Linked DNA regions of Mus musculus: region 2 is linked to region 1. Evidence: chromatin contacts called from public Hi-C data. All regions are on one chromosome and are shown on one strand. Each heading gives the region's core, a stretch centred on a gene start, on an enhancer-like site or on the middle of the called end of the contact. The rest is flanking DNA. Distances are from core to core; before and after follow the strand shown.

Region 1 (5,266 bases), core at 1,615-4,114:
GAGCACCAGGCACTGTGGCAAGGCGCTGGGTAGTACAAGGAAGAGAGCAGTCACATGACCCTCCAGAACACTGCAGGGAAGTAGGACTTTAAAGAAATAATCACTCACAAATTGTGTAGTTAGAAATGTGCAGAGGTGACAGAATTTGAAAGTGCTGTGTGGGGTAGGATGTACTGATGGAGAGATGTGAACAGGACAGGGCCAGGGAAGGCTTTCCTGAGGAAGTTAGCCTACGGAAGAATAACCAGGGATTTGTGGTGGGCCTGGCTGGGCAAAGAGTGCTTCAGGAAGATTGCTCAGTGTAAGGAAGGGGGTGGCAGCTGAGGCTGGAAGGGAGGGAGCGATAGCTGCGTTGGAGGCTCGCCTTGGCCTCTGAGGACTTGAGACTTGAGTCCTTTCTGAGCCCTGTCTCAGGAGTGGTTCTGAAAACAGAGGAGGCTTTTCCTAGACAAGCAAAGACCCCTAGAAGGCATGGGTTGTGTGGCTTTGCCCTGCAAAGCTGGCACCTCTTGTCAGATCACAGCCTGGTGTGGAGAGAGGAGTTGTTACAAGAGCTGAGTGCTGAGAGGACGTGGGAGGAAGGGACGCTCACACACTGATGGGGACCGGATGTGAGTGCAATGCCAGGGAATAGCAGGGAAGGTCCTCAGAAGGCTAAAGCAGAAGCACCATGTGACTTAGCAGTCCCACCTCTCAGTCTGCGCACAGGCAGTAAGAGGAAGCATCTGCACTCCCATGTTCCTGCAGTTTTAGTCACAGTAGTCAAGATCATCACATGTGCCCATCAACTTACTAACAGATAAAGAAAACATGGTGTGGGCACAATTGGGACTTTGACAAGAAGGAAACCCCATCAGTATGAAGGAACATGAAAGTCGTGTGTTAAATGAAATAAGCCAGTCACAGACAGATTAAATAGTCCAGGGTGTCTGTCATTCATGTGTCAAATCTGAAAGAGTCGAATTCCTAGGGGAAGACTGTACAACAGTGGTTACCAAGGGCTTGGATGGGAGAGCGAATGGGGATGTTACCTGGAGAGCACGATTGTTAGCAATAAGCTCAAAAGATCCATTAGAGCATAAATGGCTAGAGTTAATGATAGGTTATCACAGTCTTGAAAACCGCTGACAGAAAAGGTGGTATGTGAGGAAAAGCACGTGGTCATTAGTTTGATAATAGCCATCCCATAATGTGTGTGTGTGTTTCAGAGCACACTCACAGGGAAAAAGAGGTGCAGTTTTTAATTTGTCAGTTAAGTAATAAGCTCACATAACAGCTCCATTACAGAAGTATGACTTTAAGATCCACACAACTATTATAGTTGTGATTACTTCAGGACTGTGTGATACAGTGTTACATACATACATACATACATACATACATACAGGCAGGCAGGCAGGCAGAATGCATACTCTACAAAGAAAACCAGAGACCTTAATTTTGGAAGGGTCTAGACAAGGATACTTAAATCAGGCAGGGTTCACAAATAGACTCTTAAGAGCTATAAAGTGCAGAAAGTTGCATGTGAAATGTCATATAGTTTTCAGTACCTTCTCCTAGGGATCTGGGACCTAAGGAGACTAAAAATCGTCAGTGAAGAGCTTAGGAAAACTCAGCAACTGTCCATATTTACAAAAGCCTTTGTTTGACTTTGGGAGAAGTAGCTGAGTAGCGTTCTGCCAATCTGATATGATATGGCTACATGGAGACACTGGCCAGCCTGCAGAAATTACCTGCAGACCACCTCTTGGAGATGCTGTCAGTGGGTCACTAGGCAGGGCAACTTATGGGGTGCTAGTGGTCTTCAGTACTCCTGTGAAGGCCATTTAAAGAAACAAGAATCCTGGAGAGTTGGCTCAGTGGTTAAGAGCACTGACTGCTCTTCTGAAGGTCCTGAGTTCAAATCCCAGCAACCACATGGTGGCTCACAACCATCTGTAATGAGATCTGATGCCCTCTTATGGAGTGTCTGAAGTCAGCTACAGTGTACTTATGTATAATAACAAATAAATCTTTTTAAGAAAGAAAGCAAGGAAGAAAGAAAGAAAGGAAGGAAGGAAAGAAGAGAGAGAGAGAGAGAGAGAGAGAGAGGAAGGAAGGAAGGAAGGAAGGAAGGAAGGAAGCAAAGCAAAGCAAAGCAAAGCAAAGCAAAGCAAAGCAAAGCAAAGCAAAGCAAAGCAAAGCAAAGCTTAGGGCCCAGGTGTGTGTTATGTCTAGGAGTGCAGGTAGGGAGGGTGGTTTCTGCTGCCAGAGTCACTCTGCAGTCCCATCCTCGGAAGCCATTGGAAACCTGGGGAGAGAAGAGTGCCTGCTTTTCTCTGCACAAGCTCATCTCCTAAACCACTGAGTGCCTGGTCTTCATTAAGGATGGGGCAGAGAAACAAACTTAAATGTTAACTTTCTGCCTGAAAATACTCACACCTTGATCTGAACCTGTGGTTTCTAGAAGTTTGTGTTCCTAGGCCTTGTAGCTGTGTTGGAGTAAAGGAAACCCAGCCTCTTCTCCATGTTTGAAAGGCTCCTGTAATGTAAATAGGAACAGCAAGCCTTCCAAGTTATTACCCTGTTAGCAGGTTGACAGATATGTGCAAATTGTGACTCACTGCTCAATTTGGCTCCAAATTAATGTCTTTCCGTGCGGGCCGCACAGGCCGCGTCTGCTCAAGTGTAAACTCGTCACCGCTGCGGTGTGCTGCTTGTTTGCCTCCACTCTAAAGGTAAAAATTAAAGTAATTTGATTCTGCCACTAGTGGAGTGTGACATATGGTGGTAGTGTGGGAGGAGAGCAAGTCGTTCCTACCTGTCCTTAGCCCGGCTCTGTAAGCGTGGTGCTGGCGTACTCTGCGAGCACAGTACAGACACGAGCAGCACCCGCTGTCTTGGGAGGCAGCATTCTAGAAGCATTGCCAAAGACCACCCCACACATACCAGCCCCCACTCTCTGCAGAAAGAAAGCCATTTTTGTCTCCAGACTTTTAATCTGGTGTGGCAAGCCTCCCTGGTTTCTGTCAAGTTACTAGTGGCTCATTTGTATCTCTAAGGCTGGGTCTATTTAAAAATGAAATGTTTTGATTTCTGCATCTAAAATCTAGACGCTGTTTTCCTCAGCTAAAGGTGCAGCTGACTTTCTTTGGTCTCTTTTTGGCAAATGCATAATGTCACCTGTAACAAAGGAATCTGTATCTCCTTTATGTTAGGCCTAAGAAGAAAAACAGCCTCCTTAAAATTCATTTCTGCTCAATGGAATTTTCAAATGAGCTTGCTGAGCCTTATCTAAGATCACAGGCAGGTGGGTGGGCAGGGAGGAAACCACTGAAAACCCACCCACCCTGGGCTTCTTAACTGTGCTGTGCCTGTGGCAGCTACCTTTCTTAGGAACTATCTTTTCTCTGCCACAACCTTCCCTTCCAAGTAAGAGTCCCTAAATGACCAGGGATGCCCACTGCAACTCTGGATGCAATGAACAAAATCTGGACCAGGTGGCTGGCTTGGAATTCTAGGAAAGTAGAGTGAGGTTGCCTCCAAGTTTGTATGTGGCCCAGGATAACCCCACTGTTCGGGTCTTCCAGCCTGCTAAGGAGCCTGATTTTCCAGGTGGTATGCTGAAGGTTTCAAGGTGAAGGATACAAGACATCAGGTTATGATGGTCTTTGTGCTGAACTTGTGCATATTCATCCAGCTCCCTTCCAGAGCTATGATGGCTATTGATTAAAGACTATGCACAAGACACTGCCTGCCCCTCACATTAGCATATACTTAGCAGTGACCTCCATTCACACTGGACAGAAGCTGTTTGCTTCTGCTGAGTCTGAAGAAATGGGTTGAAAGCACACATATAGATTGGGGAAGTATCTGAAGGTGAGCATGAGCATCGCCAGCCCCTGAGTTGGCATGGTTTTGTCATGCAACTTCTGTTGGTTCAGTAGACACTGGACAGTACCATGCTTGCGCCTCCCTCTCTTCCAGTCACCTCTGCAATTAAGTTATGCTTAGATGCCATGAGGCTGTGAGTCAGGGAATCACCAAAGATCCCCTGACTGTTTCCCTGTCACCTAGGAATGACACTTGTGAAGCTGTTACTTCTTAGTAGGGTGGGGCCTTGAAGAAATGCTTGGAGCAACTTCAGCTCTTAATAGCAAGACTCACATGATGGTCGAAGTCCTCTTGAGAAGGGAAGCTGGCTGCTGCTGTGGCCCTGTGGAATCTGTGGGCTACTTGTAGTCCACCAGAATCCCTGACACCACCTTCCACAGGAGCACCCCAGCCAGCACCACCTCTTTTCATGCCCACCTGCCCACTGCCCTTGTTTGTTATCAGGCCTTTGCAGCCTCTCCTGCCCTCCTCCAACATGAAAACCAACCCAACAGGACAGTCCTGAGAACCGCCTTCTGACTTCCTTGGCACTTTTTACCAGATAGCCTTCTTCTGCACTCCCTCTCATGAGCCTCAGGTTTCCAACTGGAATTTCATATCACGTGATCAAGGAGCCCATCTCTGCTTTCCCCCAGAAACTATACCTTAACATGTCCCTGATGTAGAGAGTGTATGATTAAGTTTCCTACCCATTAATAGCTTTTTGGGGGTCTTGGCTGCTGAGTTGGACGCACCTTTTGTGTTGGTGTGGGTAGACAGTGAACTGGCAGGGTGTCCTATGTAGGGAGCAAAGCCAGCTCTGTGTGTGCTGTGAGCTGGCATGTTCCCAGTGAGCCTCCACTGCAGGGCAGGAGGGCTCTTGGGACCACCTGTCAGCATGCATGGCATCTGTGAGTCCTTAATAAGTACCCAACACCATGCCTCATGCTTAATGCCAGTGGTCTCAGTGAGTATTAAGCTCCGAGAGATGCAGACTCCACGGTCAGGGGAGGGATGAAAATGGAGCTGCTAGCTCACCTGATGTATTTGACTATGCTAAGAAAAGTTTTAGAGTCAGGAATTTAAGAATAAAGTGGGAATAGGGACAGAGAGGCTGAGCAAATAAAAGCCAAACAGAAATCCACGAAAACGGAAAGCTCCACTATTGGATGGGTTTGACTAGAGAAGGCACAGCCAAAGCACAGGCCGACAGTGTGCCTACAGTGCTTACAGTGGAGTCCTGTAGACATACATAGCCCAATGGAAAATTAGGGTGCATTCAGGCACTTTATTTACAGTATAAATATAATCACGTAAAACAGAGCCCCTCTGCAAAGGGTCATGGGAGGAAAAAGGAGATGTTTTCATGAGGGACCTTGTGATCTTGTCTTCTTCAAAAGGTGTCACACCAACT
Region 2 (5,266 bases), core at 695-3,194, 95 kb after region 1:
AGGTGACTTAGCTGGTAAAGACAAATACTACTGAGATGGATGACCTGAGTTCAATCCCCAGCCCCACATGGTGGAAGGAGAGAAGTGACTACCACAAGTTGTCCTCTGACCTCCACACACATACCCCCACATATGCACACACATTCATAGACATTCACACACACACACACACACACACACACACACACATACATACATACATACATACAAATCAATGATGAAAATAAAATTTTGAAAGAAGAGGCCCAGGTTGACAGCTGTTCTGCTATGGGTTCTGGGGTACAGGTTCAGTCCCCACTTCCTTTGTGGACAGCTTTGATCTGTGCAGTCCCAAGGCACCTCTAACTGGCATTCCCTTTAGATATTTTGCTCATGGTCTCCTTACGTAGACCCTGGTAAATAAAGGCAGGATGAGTCTGTCTGTGCCTCTGCTCCGTATTTGTCTGCTTTACTATGGTCACATGCCTACAGCCTGTGTGTCACTCACTCTTGTCTAGAACCAGGAGGACCATGACCTTCTCAGTCTCCTTCAAAGCCAAAATTACGAAGGTAAGAGTGGAAGGAAGCCTTATCAGCTTCCAATGTTCTGTTCCAGGCCCTGTAACATCCTAGCCATTGTCCACATGTCACCTTAGATTCCAGAACTAGCAGAGCCTCATAGGACAGACAGACCAGCACCAGCTGACAGTGATTGTTCGAAAGGAAGAGGACACACCTTGCAACAGGGATGTCCACCTCCAGAGCTCCAGCTTGTCCCCTCGGGCAATAAGGACTTTCTCAGAGTACCCTATAGACCTGAGGCAGGCACATTTAAAATATATATATATATTTATTTTCTGATTTTCATTTATGTGTCTGTGTGAGCACAAGTGTGTGTTGAAATCAAGAGAGGACGCCAGATGCCCTGGAACTGGGAACTGAACTTGAGTCCTCTGCAAGAGCAGTGTGTGTGCTCTGAATGGCTGAGTCAGCACACCTCTTGCGCCCCTCCCCCGGGTGCAGTGGGGGGAAGGGGTACCTCTCCCAATTCTACTTGAATCTAAAGTTTGAATCCTCACATCAGTTCCCTGAAGATGGACCTGAGACCCTTCATCTGCACTTTGCAGTGTGCACACACTAGTGAACATTTTGCAGTGTGCACACTCTGGGGGACAGCTTCTCCCTGCTTTCACCACCACAGGCCTCTTTAGCTAGCACGCTGGATGTATCAGGATGGTGGCCAAACCAAGCTGCTGAAGCCCCTGGAGCCAAGGCTTTTACTATAAAAACTACAACCCAGCACTCACCTCTTGAGTAGCTCTGCCCTAGGCACCCACATGGACAGTTCTCCCTACACTTAAAGGGGTTTTCTAACTCAGCTCAAATCAGCCTTAGGGTGGCTACCCACAGGAAATATACATTGTCTCTGTCACCAGAAGCAATGGTGCCCCAGCTTCCACCCCTTGGCCTCAGCAGCTTGTTCGGGCCCCAAGCAACCCCTGGACATTAGCAAGGCTAACTGGCTGAGGGGCACAAAGGAGACTGAGAATCCAGTGTGTGACCAGTCCTGGGGACGACCTAGGCTGTCCATACTCCCTGCCCCCACACCCAGTTACATCAAGCCTAAAGTCCAAGGTCTCTCCAGGGTGTCGAGTACCAAAACTCAAATCGACGCAAAGGGTGAATGAGATCTCCACTTCCTGTCCTGTACAGCCTTCTACTCATGAGGCGTGCTCAGCTATGTATCGGGGGCGTGTCTCCTTGCAGCTTGCTGCCTCCTGGTCCTTTCTGTCCACACAACTTGAAATTCTCTCCAAGGCAGGATCTACAAGGGCAGCCAAGAGGCCTCCTTCCACAGAGGCAAACAACGCTCACCAGGACTAGCTGTTCGGCAGAGTCACACAAAGCTAGTCGGGTTTTTTTAATTGGCCAGAGGCCTAGAAACCGACTGGCTCTGAGAGAACTGACAGATGGGATCCTATATGAAGTGACTGAGTCACTCAGCTCAGAAAGCGAAGAGCTTATTAGTCAGTGTCTCAAAGGGCTGCAACTTCACCGGAAGCCTTCGGGCCCAGCCAGCTGGGACTGCCTCACCTCCTTGACTGGCACTAACTTTGCCAGAGGATCCACAAGCCCAGGTATGGAAGCTGAGTTCCCACAGGCCTGCCTTGTTCCTGAGGTCCGGGCTTGCAGGGGACTCAAGGGGTTCCTGTTTGTTTACTCACAGGCTAGACCAAGCCAGCAGCTCTCCCAGCGCCATCTTTGAAGTCCTACCTGGGTCTGAGCTTGAAGTGGTGTGACCCAGGAGGCTCCACATCCTAGGGACCCCGGACCATAGTAGCTTGGGATGTGGAATCTGGCCAACTGTTCATCAGGGCAGTCTATTCCTTGTTGACCAAGAACCACTTGCCAGGTTGTCTGTCTTCCCTACCCTATTTCTCCCATAACCTGCCAGAGGGTTACCTGAACTTGACTACACACACACACACACACACACACACACCGACACACACACACCGACACACACACACACACACACATGTTATCTTCTAAAAGCTTAGGCCAAAGCCACAGAAAAGAGCCAGATGTTCTGTCAGGGTTCCCAAAGAGACAGAGCCCTAGATCACCTGGAATGATCTCTAACTTGGCCAACACCTGCTCAGCACCCACATCCCCAGCACTGCACGGGTGATGCACAGGTGCCCTTGGTGATGCTGGGACAGACCAGCAGAAGAGGTCCCTGCACCCATGGGGCTGACAACTGCCCTTTTTTTACATGTTTGCAAAAGAATGTGCCTGTGTGCTAGAGAGTTGGCTCTGCAGTTAAGAGCATGCAGACTCCTCTCGTCAAAGACTCAGGTTCAGGCCCCAGTGCCTGACAACTGCCTGTAACTCCAATTGCAGAGACCTTCCAGGATACCTGGAGTCATGTGCACACACACACATGCATATAATTTAAAAACACATCTTTGAAAGCTAACTACAAAGAAACTGAGCATACATACACCACCACCACCACCATAGGTTGAAGGTCAGCCTGGCCATACATTGTGCACAGGGAACAGGAGGAAGGCTTCCACCTACTCAGAGGATCCCACCCTGCCCTCAGGACTTCATAGCCTGTGCCCTTTATGGTCACTGTCCCCTACGGCCACTTTACGCACTTGAAAGCTTTAGACTGTTTTTCTTCAGAGACCGAGGGACCATATATCCCCATCTCCATTTTTGTTCATGCTACAGAGGCCAAGCAGGGTCCAAACATCAAATAAGCCCTGAGCCCCGAACTACACCTGCTGCAGAATAAAGAATCAGAAGGGGAGGGGCTCCCACCCCTGCTGGGTGGGGGGAGAGCAAGGATGGCTCTCTGATCCCTCATTGGTCAAGTTCCCAGAAAGCATTGCATCCGAGTTCCCCTTCTCCCGGAGCGTTTTTTTGGCCGCCTGCAGGCCTGCTCCTCTGTCCACCGGCCTCTCCCCGAGGAAGCCCCTGGTGTCCCCAAGCGGAGCGCCTGATGTAAGCTCCCATCTTCCCACCAGCAGCGGATCCATTCAGGTCAGCCCAGGCAGCAGGCCAGGCAGAGGGTCACTGCTAACTATATGCTAATGAGAGCTGAGGCCAATCAATCCGCCCTTAATCAGGCAACCACTGTGCACAGCAGGTGTGTCCAACCCTGGCCTAGGGGGAGGGTGAGCAAGAGTGGGGTGCAAAGGGGAGAGGAATAGAGAAAAGGAAAGGGAGGGAGAGAAAGGAGGAGGAAAGGCAGTTGAGGAGAAGGGAGGGAGGGAGTACAGGGGACCCATGGTCTCAGTCCCTTAGGTACAGCCTCGCTTGCCTTGACTGGCTGTCCCCAAGGTCCCCAAGGACCACTGGCTGCAGACTGAAAGAACCAACGGAAAAGAGAAAAGAAAAAAAGGTGTGGGGCGGGGGTGGGGGGTATCATCTTTCTAATCAACTCTCAAAGCTGCAACAGCTAATGAATTCTTTGGAAACCCCAGGGCATGTCTGCACAGAGAGAAGCCAGACTTCCTTCCTCCCCAACCCCTCCCTCCTACTCTCTCCCTGCCTGGAGCAGCCAAACAGGATGCCCGATCTCAGTGGCTCCTGGGAACCTCTGCAGGTCTCACTTCTGACCTCGGGACAAGGCCACCCGAGGTCGCCACCCTTGCAGTGCCAGGGCCTTGGATTCCTCTAAGCTGAGGGCACAGGGTAAACAAGGACCAGCTGTGGTTATCTCTTTAGCACCTACTGTATGCAAGTTTTAATCTGAATGCTCCCTCACAGCCTGTGAGCTAATGACTGTATTACAGATGACAAAACGGAAGACTGGTTACACTGGGATACAAATCTGCCAGCATCTCAGGGTAGGAGTGCTGCGTGACACTACTCCTAGGGAGAAGTGAACACCATTACCCCAGTGGTCCCAGGGTAGACTTAATGTCTGACTTGATAACCAGTGAGATTCTTGAGGTTTCTTAGAGAGCAGAAATGAGTCAAAGGCACCTGTATCAACCCACCCCAGCATGGAGGACAGCTGGGAAGAACTGGGACCTTGGAGCTCTCTTCATGACAGGCAGGCATGACTCAATAAAGCAGGGAGTCTCCTCTCCTCAGCAGGCCTTACTGATTATACAAGGGGAGGGACCTTGGCATCTGCTAAGCTTCAGGGATTTCCTGAGACTTAATTGTTTACTTCTGGAATTTCCCTTCTAGATGAAATGTTTCCGTTTAGAGGAAACTGCTGTACAACAGGAAGATTTGAAGCCCACTCTAGTGGCTACAAGGTCATGGTGAGTCTGATTTCTCCCAGAGCTCTAAGGTACCCTGGCTCCCCAGTCCCCCTCCTCACATCTCTGCTGTACAGAGCCCTAGATCACCTGGAATGATCTCTAACTTGGCCAACACCTTTTGTCTTTGAAGCCTTGAGTTCACACCTTCTCTGGCAATTTCTTCTCTCCTTTTAGAAAGTGCAGAACCAGTAGGTTTGACAGCTAAGCTTTATTTGTGATTGTTCTGACTGGCTGTGTGACTAAAAGCAAACTGCTTGTTATCTCTGTCTTGCTATCTTTGGGCTGTCTCGGTATCTCTGCTGGTGTATGACACGGCACACAGGATACCAGCACCTTCCAAGGCCTTTTCCATGCCTCATTTACTACTGCCTCACCAGTTGAATCAACTAAAACCCAAAGAGGTTAATAACTTATCAGAGGTCGCCCAGCAAGCCAGAGACCATGCATTCAGAGCTTTGGCAGCCTCTGCTCCAACAGTCCAGGTTTCCAGCGAAACCTCA

What was found. Hi-C and Micro-C count contacts between places; a contact is called where the count stands out from the background.
Region 2: a contact with region 1 is called in a Hi-C map of cerebral cortex, with 4 times the contacts expected there. The contact joins two enhancer-like sites. A contact is called at or near these places in 1 of 39 promoter capture datasets (hippocampal neurons), 1 of 15 datasets of contacts at CTCF or cohesin (CD8 T cells), 6 of 484 Hi-C or Micro-C datasets (the HL-1 cell line, cerebellar granule neurons, cerebral cortex and 2 more), 3 of 115 datasets of contacts at active chromatin or transcription factors (all in embryonic stem cells) and 1 of 9 other capture datasets (embryonic stem cells).

What each region holds. Positions count from the first base shown.
Region 1 is chr2:29,465,942-29,471,207 of GRCm38.p6, forward strand. All of the region lies in intron 3 of Med27 (mediator complex subunit 27), which reads left to right. Among named protein-coding and RNA genes, the nearest start is that of Mir133c, 6.7 kb to the right of the region's middle. Within about 2 kb of position 2,865, at least 29 of the 459 cell types and tissues checked have an H3K27ac peak or open chromatin away from gene starts, as enhancers often do. A contact at or near this core is called in cerebral cortex, where this site is marked.
Region 2 is chr2:29,562,232-29,567,497 of GRCm38.p6, forward strand. No RefSeq gene overlaps it. Among named protein-coding and RNA genes, the nearest start is that of Gm30761, 18 kb to the left of the region's middle. Within about 2 kb of position 1,945, at least 30 of the 459 cell types and tissues checked have an H3K27ac peak or open chromatin away from gene starts, as enhancers often do. A contact at or near this core is called in cerebral cortex, where this site is marked.